4 separate regions of the Mus musculus genome follow, and regions 2, 3 and 4 are each linked to region 1. A link is a contact called in public HiChIP or PLAC-seq, capture Hi-C and promoter capture Hi-C data. All regions are on one chromosome and are shown on one strand. The core of a region is the stretch at or near the end of the contact, and the rest is flanking DNA. Distances in the headings are between cores, read along the strand shown. Region 1 holds the start of F5 (coagulation factor V). Region 2 has its middle 28 kb from the start of Tbx19. Region 3 has its middle 17 kb from the start of 4930568G15Rik. Region 4 holds the start of 4930568G15Rik (RIKEN cDNA 4930568G15 gene).

What was found. Promoter capture Hi-C pulls out the DNA fragments that hold promoters and counts their contacts. HiChIP or PLAC-seq counts read pairs in DNA pulled down with a chosen protein or histone mark. Capture Hi-C pulls out chosen DNA fragments and counts their contacts.
Region 2: a contact with region 1 is called in a promoter capture Hi-C map of pre-B cells, with 9 times the contacts expected there. The contact joins the enhancer-like site here to the promoter of F5 in region 1. A contact is called at or near these places in 8 of 39 promoter capture datasets (the 3T3-L1 cell line, 3T3-L1-derived adipocytes, embryonic stem cells and 4 more), 1 of 15 datasets of contacts at CTCF or cohesin (large pre-B cells), 7 of 484 Hi-C or Micro-C datasets (cerebral cortex, embryonic stem cells, large pre-B cells and 3 more), 1 of 115 datasets of contacts at active chromatin or transcription factors (large pre-B cells) and 2 of 9 other capture datasets (adipose tissue and liver).
Region 3: an H3K27ac HiChIP or PLAC-seq map of extraembryonic endoderm stem cells shows a contact between it and region 1, with 6 times the contacts expected there. The contact joins the enhancer-like site here to the promoter of F5 in region 1. A contact is called at or near these places in 4 of 39 promoter capture datasets (embryonic stem cells, hippocampal neurons, liver and 1 more), 1 of 15 datasets of contacts at CTCF or cohesin (large pre-B cells), 7 of 484 Hi-C or Micro-C datasets (B cells, the C2C12 cell line, embryonic stem cells and 3 more), 3 of 115 datasets of contacts at active chromatin or transcription factors (extraembryonic endoderm stem cells, large pre-B cells and trophoblast stem cells) and 1 of 9 other capture datasets (adipose tissue).
Region 4: a capture Hi-C map of embryonic stem cells shows a contact between it and region 1, with 5 times the contacts expected there. The contact joins the promoter of 4930568G15Rik here to the promoter of F5 in region 1. A contact is called at or near these places in 3 of 39 promoter capture datasets (the 3T3-L1 cell line, embryonic stem cells and hippocampal neurons) and 1 of 9 other capture datasets (embryonic stem cells).

What each region holds. Positions count from the first base shown.
Region 1 is chr1:164,150,567-164,153,136 of GRCm38.p6, reverse strand. F5 (coagulation factor V) reads right to left here and starts at 1,302. Exons shown (of 25, transcript NM_007976.3): 1 at 1,017-1,302. The coding sequence starts at 1,174. Gm16548 (predicted gene 16548) reads left to right here and starts at 920. Exons shown (of 3, transcript NR_037987.1): 1 at 920-1,278.
Region 2 is chr1:165,131,116-165,133,685 of GRCm38.p6, reverse strand. No RefSeq gene overlaps it. Among named protein-coding and RNA genes, the nearest start is that of Tbx19, 28 kb to the left of the region's middle. Within about 2 kb of position 1,270, at least 62 of the 459 cell types and tissues checked have an H3K27ac peak or open chromatin away from gene starts, as enhancers often do. A contact at or near this core is called in embryonic stem cells, pre-B cells and pro-B cells, where this site is marked.
Region 3 is chr1:165,108,098-165,110,667 of GRCm38.p6, reverse strand. No RefSeq gene overlaps it. Among named protein-coding and RNA genes, the nearest start is that of 4930568G15Rik, 17 kb to the right of the region's middle. Within about 2 kb of position 1,302, at least 42 of the 459 cell types and tissues checked have an H3K27ac peak or open chromatin away from gene starts, as enhancers often do. A contact at or near this core is called in extraembryonic endoderm stem cells, where this site is marked.
Region 4 is chr1:165,090,648-165,093,217 of GRCm38.p6, reverse strand. It overlaps 4930568G15Rik (RIKEN cDNA 4930568G15 gene), which reads left to right and starts at 1,288. Exons shown (of 5, transcript NR_040480.1): 1 at 1,288-1,332.

The DNA.
Region 1 (2,570 bases), core at 53-2,552:
TAAAACATTACACATTGCTTTCAAGATATTACATTATTTTCTTTGGCTGATTGCTTTGGTTTTGCAATTGTAAAAGAGGAACACATCTTTCACAATCACTTAAACTTTGATGTCAACTAAAAGGGAAAAAAATGCGTCAACCAGTAAGCGAGGCTTAGCATTTAAAATAAAAACACTCGTGGTCGCAAGTGCTACGTAGAATCTATGACTTGGGTAACTGCAGGCAGGTTAGCAAAATATATTCTGCAACTCAAAGTTAGGTTTGATATTATTTAAGCCTCCTCTTAGTTAGACATGCCTTTGAATGACTACCTTATGTGCTCACTAACATGGGTAATAATCAGGGCAGACCAAAATACCCAGGATAAGTCATATTCCAGGAAGTAACTCAAAATGAGAGGAAAAAATGAAGCCACATTAGGTAGCCAGGGGTAAGTCTAGGAAAAGTGAAAATACAAGTGTGCCTTCCCTTCCCTCTGAACCCACAGTGAAAATCGTTTATAGGAAGGCAACAAAATCTCCTTATAATGAAGTACATGGTGACAGCTTTGACATCTTTTTCTTTAGAAGATGAACTTGTGTTTAACAGGAATAAATATTATATAACTAGAAGGTCCTTTTTCTTTTTTTTAAGCAGACTGTCAAAAGGCTTAAGCCGAATGCACAGGAAGGGCTAAGAGGGCTGTGGAGGTGTGTCCTTTCAACCCATCAATACACTAAACTAACAAACGTGGGGGGAAAACAGATTAGGGATTGCACCTGGAAAGAAAGCCACAGCTAACCATTCACATTGAAATTTCCACATCCTCAAAATGATAAATTATGTCCATAGAGACAAAATTACACCCACACAACATTAGTCTCTCTCTCTCTCTCTCTCTCTCTCTCTCTCTCTCTCTCTCCTCCTCCTCCTCTTCCTTTTCCTTTTCCTCCTCCTCCCAGCCCACCCCCACCCCTTGCAACTATAATAGATTTTCTTCCTTGAAGAAGCCCACCTGGATTTCACCCCCAGTTACCTTGGATCTGTGGGCTCAGGATGATAGTTCCAGAGGATCCCCTGAGCTGCCACATAGAACTGCCTTAGTTGCGCGGCCTCTGCCTGGTGGCTGCCCCAGCCCGCCCAGCGGGTTCCCAGAACCACCAGGAGGAAGAAGCACGGGCAGACTAGGAGCATGGCCCTTGTCCTGCCGCGCGCTGCCACCACCGACAGTGCTCAGTGCTCTGTCCCTGTTGCGCGCTGATCTGTCTCCCTGGAGGACTAAGAAGCTGCAGGGCACAGTGAGTGTCCCTGTCCCCTGTGGTGGCTGTCTAACCCTACCTCCCTCTATGCCTAGTGTAGGCAGGGGCTTGTTGAGGTCACTCCCCCCTGTGGCCACAGGCATTTACTAGAGAGAATGCCAGACAAGGAATGTAGAGGGAAAGGAAGGGCAAGCCTGCTGGAGGTTATGGCTCTGGAGCAGTGCCCAAGGGTCTCCGCCCCATCACAAAGCAGCATTTCCCCCACTTCAACGTAGGTGGGAGCAGCAATCCCACTTAACCTGCGCGGGTGGAGGTGGGGGGATGGGGTAGGGGTTCAAAGTTTAGGCTTGTCAGCTGATTTCTGCAAGCCTTAGTAAGACCCAACACCCATCCTCAGATCCCAGGAAAATGGCACTGCACAGTAACCAGAAAACAGCCTCAGGACAGGTCCACCAACAGGTTAGCAGTCTGAATCTCTTAGGACAGACCGCTTGGTAAGGGCTTGTCACCAGCTCAAGTGTAGCCGAGACCAGGGTTTAGAGAACTCATTTGAGATAGTCAGTAGCTGTGTGGTCTGGGGCCAACTATGTCTTTAGAAATACTTTTGACATCTGTAAAATAAGAATGGCAATTCTAGTTTTCCTTGATCTTATTATTGGGAGGGGACAAACTGTTGTAAACTGGACAGTCCCCAGGGCCTAGGTAGCTACAGTCTATGATCTTGTCTTTGCTCGTTCTCCTGTATCCTTGGCATGGTGTTTTAGATTTTATTTTTCTGTTGGTGGCAAAGCTGAGAATTATGCCTGAATCAGCAGGATGGCCTGCCCTGAATTCTCCAGAACTTTGTCTCTGCTCAGACTTTCTGCTTCCAGCACATCCAGTAAATTGTGATCTGGTACCATCCAGGTTCCGCAGCAGCCTCTCCCTCTCCCTCCCCCTGCCCCACCCCTCCCCCTTCCCTTCCTTCTCCCCTCCCCCCAACTCCTGCTTCTGTTTCTTTGCTGATCACATCACTGATATTCTTCAGTCAGTTTATAATGCCCCTTCTTGAGTCAGGCATGATGGCACATGCCTGTAATCCCAGCACACGAGGGCTAGAAGCAGGGGAATGTGAGTTTGAGGCCTGAGATCAGCCTAAGCTACGCAGTGAGACCATGTACTGAAAAGTAATTAATTAGCAGATGTGTGCACACATAACTACACTAGGAAGAATGCTCACACGGATTTCCTTCCCTTTCTGCTTCCCTGCTCTTTAAAGTCAGAATTTCTGCCATTGTCTCTGATTCTGGGTTCCAGTTGACTTTTCCGTTTCATGAACTTAATCTGCTCAG
Region 2 (2,570 bases), core at 21-2,520, 980 kb before region 1:
TCACTCTCCATTGTACAGATGAGGAGGGAGATTCAGAAAGCTGGGCTTCCTGAAGCCATACAGCTACTAGGAAGCTAGACTCAGGTCTCTGATGACAGTTACACATCCCTGCACACAACTCGGTGTCATTGCTGTATTGGGAGGGGACCCAAGCAGGGGCGGTCACATGACTCTGGAGGTACTTCCCTTAGCTTCTCACCATGTCAACTCGGGTCTCTAGGGATACTCTAATAAAGCAAAGGGCCGGCTCCTGGGAATACACTTGTTAGAGGAAGCAGAGAGATGGCCGTCTGAGCAGAGCCTCAGGGGTTGCAGATATAAGGGACCTGGTGGCAGATGGCTGGTTCCAGGAAGGACTTACATGGCAGGAAAAAACTGTCTCCTAGAATCCCTTTGGGGCAGGTTCTGGTAAAAAACTGAATTTCCTGGAACCGTAGACTATGGGATTTGAATTCTTTATAATTTAGATTATTAATGGAAATGTGATCTCAGAGCCTGCTTAGTGAAGCTTGCAAATATTAATTATAAGTAGAAAAGAGGTGATTGATCTTGGGATAGATTATAAAAATGTACTCTTGTCACTTAGCAAAAACTGTATTGCCGGCAAAACATTCAGAGCGCTTTAAGAACTTTAAAGGGTTTAAGTGGGAGAAAAGCTTTGCATTTGTCCTGATGAGACTTTGGATGGGGAGGCCAGTGCCACGTGAGGTCACTGTTTGGTGAGCCAGCCTCCAGGGTGGTGGTGAACAAGATAATACTTGTCTTTCTAGAGGTGGTGGAGCACACCTTTAGTCCCAGCACACAGGAGGCAGAGGCAGGAGGATTTCTGTGAGTTCGAGGCCAGCCTGGTTTACAGAGCGAGTTCTAGGAGTCAGGGCTACACAGAGAAACCCTGTCTGGAAAACCAAAAGAAAACAAACCAGAAAAGTAGAGGAGAGGAAAAGGAGTAGAAAGCTACCAGAAGCCATGTTCTTACTGCTGCAGTTCCAGAAGCCGTCTGTAGGTGGGGCTATTGCTCAACACACTTGTTTTTGGAAGGAGACAGACTCAGCCACTGCAGCTGTTGTATTGCAGTCAACCCTGTATGTTTATCTCAGTTTTATTGGAAGCACCCCCAAACCCTTGTTTGCACCCTGAGCCCTAGGAACATTTACCTGTGTCCTTAAGAATGTCTTTTTGTCAAGCTGTAAAACCCCAGGCTTACAGCATGACCCACAAAGGATGAGATGTCGCATAACGGATCAAAATTTAGATTTGCTGAGTCATGCAAGTTACAGCACTGGAGCTTATCCAGTAAGGCCTGGCCTTCCAAAAGGGTGCTGGGCTTTATGCTGAACGTTGACACACACGGGCGCGCATACACACACACACACACACACACACACACACACACACACTATACACGAGTGCACCCATGCACATGCGTGCGTGATTAAGAGGCCCCTCAGCTGTGACATAAACCCACTGCGGATATAGCATTTACCTGGTACGCTCTGCAACACCCTTATGGGATTTTGAAGGCAGGAGAACTAATGAGAATATGGGCTATGAGCTGCCTAGGCTGACAAGGAAGTCCTTTGCTTCTGGCCCAGAAAGTAGGCAAGCTTGTGTGTGTGTGTGTGTGTGTGTGTGTGTGTGTGTGTGTTTCTGTGTGTTTGTGTATGTCCAACATCAATGAAGCTATGAAAGGAGAACTCATTATTTTGGAAGGATGACAAAAATCTTTGGTCATTTCCAGTTCTCTCCTCCTCTCTTCCTCCTCTTTAATTTTTTAAAAAATCAATTCAATGGTGCATATATGTGAAGTTGTCATGTGTGGGTTGTAGATGTAGGGAGATGCCCATGGATGCCAGAAGAGGGCATCATATTCTCTGGAGCTGGAGTTACAGGTGGTTGTGAGATACTGGATACAGATGCTGGCAGCCAAACTCTGGTCCTCTATGTGAGGACCTTCTAAGTACTAAGCCATGTCTCCAGCTCCTTCAACGGATACTTTAAAATAGCATACATGTTTATAGACCTCAATATAACTATCATTTTGTAAAAAAATAAAAAATAAAAAATGAGTGTCAATTTTCAAAATAAGAATGGCTTAAGTCAGCCTAGGTCCAAATACATTGAGCATAAAACATTGTTCCTTGCTAAGGACTCTAGCTGCCCTCACCTAATAAGCTAATATTTAATCATAGTAAAAAAAAAATCTCAGCAGCCCAACTTGTCCCATGTCCTGTGCAGTGTTTTAACACTCTTAAACAGATTTAAACTAAACAGGTCATAAAGAGCCAAAATACACCCACATACATATAAGTGGCAGATGACGTGAAAGGTTGTCCCCTCCTGAGCTCACCACATTCATGTGACTGATCACCGTGGATGGCACCTGACCTTGCAAGGTTGCTCTTACTACTTGGAGTCTCCTTTGCTAATTGTTAGGAGTGGGACAGGGTGTTTGTTCCTCACAATTTTAATTATTTTAGAATTCTTCTTTAGGAAGCTTTCCGTTCTGTGGATAAACCTTAGCATATTTATCTTTACCCATCTGGAAAGAGTTGAGCTCCACTTGTTTTCTG
Region 3 (2,570 bases), core at 53-2,552, 960 kb before region 1:
TTCAGCCCATCCACGCCTAATTTTGACCCACTGCTTTGATTTTGAGACGGTTTGATCCATACAAGGGACTTGGTAGAAGTGAAAGGGACTGTTAGGTTCCCAACCTGGAGAATGGGTCACAAAAAGCTCTCCCTACTTCTATAGAACAATCATGCCCACCGTTCTCACTCGGGGTTTGGGTAAAGGACACTTGAGTGCCCAGCAGTGTGGGGCCATAGATAGATGGTGGATCCATGGGATAGGGTTGGGGATATGAGAGAAGATGTGCTAGCAGGGCACTAGTAGAGCCTCCACAGTTAGCTAGACACCAAATCTGAGCCTGTAGAGGCCTGGCTCTTCCTCTTGGGAGTGTTAGGCATACCCATGTGTTAGGCATACCCATGTGTTAGGCATACCCATGTGTTAGGCATACCCATGTGTTAGGCATACCCATGTGTTAGGCATACCCATGTGTTAGGCATACCCATGTGTTAGGCATACCCATGTGTTAGGCACACCCATGTGTTAGGCACACCCATGTGTTAGGCATACCCATGGCTTTCGATGGTAGCTTTTCTGCAGAACAACAGAGGCATGTGCTCAGCTCTGCATCTTAGTATCCACCACGGGACATGGCTACGGGACATGTTCACGTCTGACGCTTACTATCCGGCATGTCCATGAAGTAGGAGGCATGGCTAATCCCGAGTCTTTTAGCTGAGACTAAGGAACTTTCTGATCAACTCATTCATCTACGATGCCTTCTTTAGTGTTCCCAGCCACAGCGTCATAGCCTCAGTGTGCCCTGTATTGTAGGAACCCGGAGCCGACTCTCTCCTGAGCTCTCTCTGGGTCCAGCATTCTCTCCTCAGAGTACTTCCCCTTCATTCAGATGTTCATGGCATCTCCATCTCAGAGGGGACACTAGATCGGGAAGGCCACCCTCCCCAGGCTCTCCTCTCTTCTGTAGCCATTGCGCTTAGGTGGTCCTCCTAGACTCTGGATTGAGTCACTTGAGCGCAGGAACCAGAGCTAACTCATCTATCTGTGGCTATCAGCTGGGTGTGATGTGTTTAGGTCTTGGCTCAAGCAGGGACAACAGAAAGCAGGGCTGCAGGGAAGAAAGTACACACACTCTGGCTCAGAGCTGAGCTCTGCTATCAGATAGACTGTCTGAGTTTCTTTCTCATTATCGGCTCACTGGTCAGTGAAATAGCCTGCTGAGAGTCTAAATAAGGTTCTAAGCTAAGTCATGAGTTGTCAGCACAGCCATTATCTCCTCAGCTCCAGGGAGAGCAAAGTAGGAAAGGCCTCTCAATGCTTGTTACTTGGTAACCAGGTTATCCGTTACTTAGTAACCAGGTTATCCGTTACTTGGTAACCAGCTGAATGGGGATAGGAGACTTGGCAGTGGTGTAGGTCTACTCTTGTTTGTTCCAGTCAAATGTCTTCTCCCTTCACCTCCAAGTTACCTAGAAAATAGCCTAAAACAAGAACTTAATACTCACATTTTAACTGGGAAGATACCGAGGGTGATAAAAACGGGAGAGAGGGAGGGAGAACAGGAGACAGGGGAAGGTGTTGCATTTCTGTCTGCTTCATATGACAAATCCAGGGGTGGCACAGTGGGCACGTCTATCAGCTACTTGTGTGGTCTCCTCCTTGGTGGTCCTGGGTTGGAAAGATGGTGCCTTGCAGAAATCCATGGACCTGGAGAGAAGAGGGGATTTATCTGCTCAGATTCTTCCGTATCCTATTTGCTGGCTGTGATGGTTTGAATAAGAATGGCCCCCTTGGCTCATATATTTGAATGCTTAGCCACCAGGGAGTGGAACTCATAGACAGGAATAGAAGGATAAGGAGGTGTGGCCTTGTTGGATGAAGGATGTCACTCATGCGGGGCCAAGTCTTCCTTCCTCTCAAAGCCTGCAGGTCGGGATGCAGCTCTCAGCTACTCTCCATCACCATGCCTGCCTCGCCTGCCACCATGCTCCCTGATGGGATGATAATGGACTAAGCCTCTGAAACTGTAAGCAAGGCCCTAATTAAATGAACTCAGTTCCCAGTAAACCACATGGTGGCTCACAGCCGTCCATAATGAGATCTGATGCCTTCTCTGGCATGCAGGCATGCAGACAGAACACTCGTAAATAAATCTTTTTTAAAAAATGCTTTCCTTTATAAGAGTTGTTGTGGTCTTGGTGTCTCTTCACACAATTAGAACAGTGACTAAGGCTCTGAGAGTCAAATCTTCTCTAGATTAACCCCTGTATCTTTTGGTTGATAGAGGTTGTTCGGGCTGCTGTAGCCTATGTCTTGTGTGGCTTATGAGACAGTCCATCCAACCCTGGAATTGTTGGGAAGATACAAAAACTCTAGGATCGTGGATGGTGAGTTGGTGTGTGCTGCTGTGGTGAGACCACAAGAGTCCTGCCCAGTTTTTCTCATTTTCTAGAAGAAGAAACAAGACAAAGTGATTGGAGACCTTTCCCAAGGTCACGTGGGAGGTGAGGCAAATGGCAGACTGGCTCTGGAAGCGTTGAAAAGACCAAGATGCAGGAGCTGAACTTCAGGTAACAGCAAATGAGAAT
Region 4 (2,570 bases), core at 39-2,538, 940 kb before region 1:
GACACAGGAACCTAAAACTCCTGCTTTCACTTCTGCCATCATAGGAAAGAGAAGGGGGGAGAAAGGACAGAGATAGCCTCATTCTGGTCTGTAAAGGAACCACTCAGTTCTGAGTCCTTTTGTAGAGACCAGCCATATGGGGGTAGGTGCTAGGAACTGTGGTTTGAATATGGGTCCTTTCCCTTAAAGGTCCACGCATTAAAGGCATGGTACCTGGGGTGGTGCTATTTGTAGGTGCTGTAGACTTCTAGGGCTAGGTCCTTAGGTCTCTGGGAGATTGTGGTTCTCTTCCTACTTTCTAGAGATGGAATGTAGGTAATGGGTTTAGCTGAGAGATCGCCTCCTCTAAAACTGGTTCATATGATAGATAGGAACACCCATTAAGCTACTTTTGGAACCTAAATCTCTTGTTTTTCTCGTCTTCCACAGGGTCTGAGAAGAGAACCACGTCAGTATTACTTTTTTTTTTTTTTTAAAAGAAAATCCAACTCACTTCCGGGTTTGAAAACCTACCCGTCCCTGGGACAACCCCCCCCCCCCCCCCGCCCAAAAAAAAAGCCTGCCTCTCACTCGGTTCCCTGATGTTTCTCACCGAGGCAGAGGCAGCTGCCCTCTGTCTTTCCCAATAAATACCTTGTGTGTGTTCTTGTCATGCGACATTGGACAAGGGGGGAGGTTCTTATGAGAAACACATTCTTAGGTTGCTTTGTAGTTGTGTGGAAAACCAAGAGCACTGGCGTTAACATGGCTACAATGTCATTAGGAGCCACCGGTTATATTTTGCTCATTGGTGACTGAGGTGTCTGTTTTGTGGCATGTGACTGGAGCAAGACTGTGTTTAGACATTATGTTAAGCATAAGGTGGGAATGGGCGAGAAGAGGATTTCATTTATCTTTGGTTAAATTTGCCCATTGGTGCTTTGGGGGTGAGCATAAGCTATCCCTTAGTGTCCCTTCCTTTCCTCTTTCTTGGAATCCCAAAGCAAAGTCGCAGATAAATGGGCACAGAGACATTCAGGACTCCTTCCTCACTTCCCTCTTAAGAGGTCGCAGATGATTTTGGCCAGAGGGTGGCCAGGACTCCAAGGTAAGTGTAATAAAGACTGCGCCCTCTCTTCCGCCTTTGGGTGAGAAGGGTGGGGGTGGGAAGACCGCTCACAGGGAGCTCAGCAACTCAGGGAATCAAAAAACCTGAAAGCCAGGGGAGGAGCTGAGCAGGGGCGGGGTGGGGGCTGTGTTGGTGAAGGCAGCAGCTTCCTTGCGGAGGTGTCCTCCCTCAGTGACGTCAGAGGCGGCTGCCGTTGCCCTGGTAACTTCACCTGATCCGGGGCGGTGAGTGTATGTGCTGATTTCAAGGCTCTCTCCTTTAATGAGGAAGAGCTAAAAATGAATCTCACTATCCCATAAAAAGCATGGTAATCAAAGGCGTTACTACCCGGTACTAGGCGTGTGTGGGTGAAGACAGCCGGGGGCGGGGGAGGGTGGATGATGCTGGAAGGACCTGAAGGACATGTAGGGGACCAGATTTCCTTCATAGAATCAGTTAATGAAAAAGGGAAGCGTGGGTTCATCTTCTAACAGAGTTCTTCATTTCCACCGTTTCTCAGGAAGTTTCCTGTTGAGCCATGTTGTGTATTATCCTGGAGTCCTGCTCTAGAGCCAATTGCTCTGGAACTATTACAGAGCTGAAAATCATGAGAAGCCAGTGCAGTGGAGACCCCGGAAATTCATCCTCACATCATAGGGCTTCTCATCTATTCCCCTTAAATGAGTGTGCACTCCCTAGTCTCTAGATGCAGAAAAGGTCGAGTTTATGATTTTTATACATGAGAGGCATGCATTGGCACCACAGACTGTCCCACCACATGGATAGGAAGCTCCGCATCCTTCTGGCTGTGAGATCTTGGCCCAGCTAACTGCCATGTCCGAACTTGAGGGGCTTTTCAAAATTTGAAGTCCGCTCCACAGAACTTTAAGGAAATACTGACCCGATGCATGCAGTGTGCTTAGCACATGATAGGTACTCAAACTCATGGAAGCTATTTTTTTTCCCCATTTGGAACAATTCTTAAAATGTACCTGGTCTGTTGCAGATATTAGCATACACTAAGGCTTTAAACAAATTAGGAAAAAATAGTGTTTTCCGTTGGCAGAGAAAATGACAGAGGGTTTTCCCTTGATCCTAATGTGACCCTGTGCGGGCTCTCAGGAGTGCACGGCCTTCTCATGGGCATACAGCAGGCCTGGATCTGACCCCTTTAGAAGGCTCCAAAAAGACTATCTCAGAGTCCAGTGCTTTGAAATGCCTAGGTCTTTGAACTAAAACAGTTACAGAGTCTGTCTCCCTGACCCCATGTTCCAGGAGAGGTGAAGGGCTTGCCTTTCATCTGTCCTCTTAGCAGTATAGTAGGTGTGCACCCTTGACCCCAACAGTCTCCCCAAGAAGGAAGATCAGTTTGCAATGGAAACTGGAAGAGACCATACCCAAAGCCCAAACAAACTATCCCCAGGCATGTGCCTTTTTTTGGTTCACTGATGCCCTTTAAAACTCATTTAGCAGTGGCTGAGGA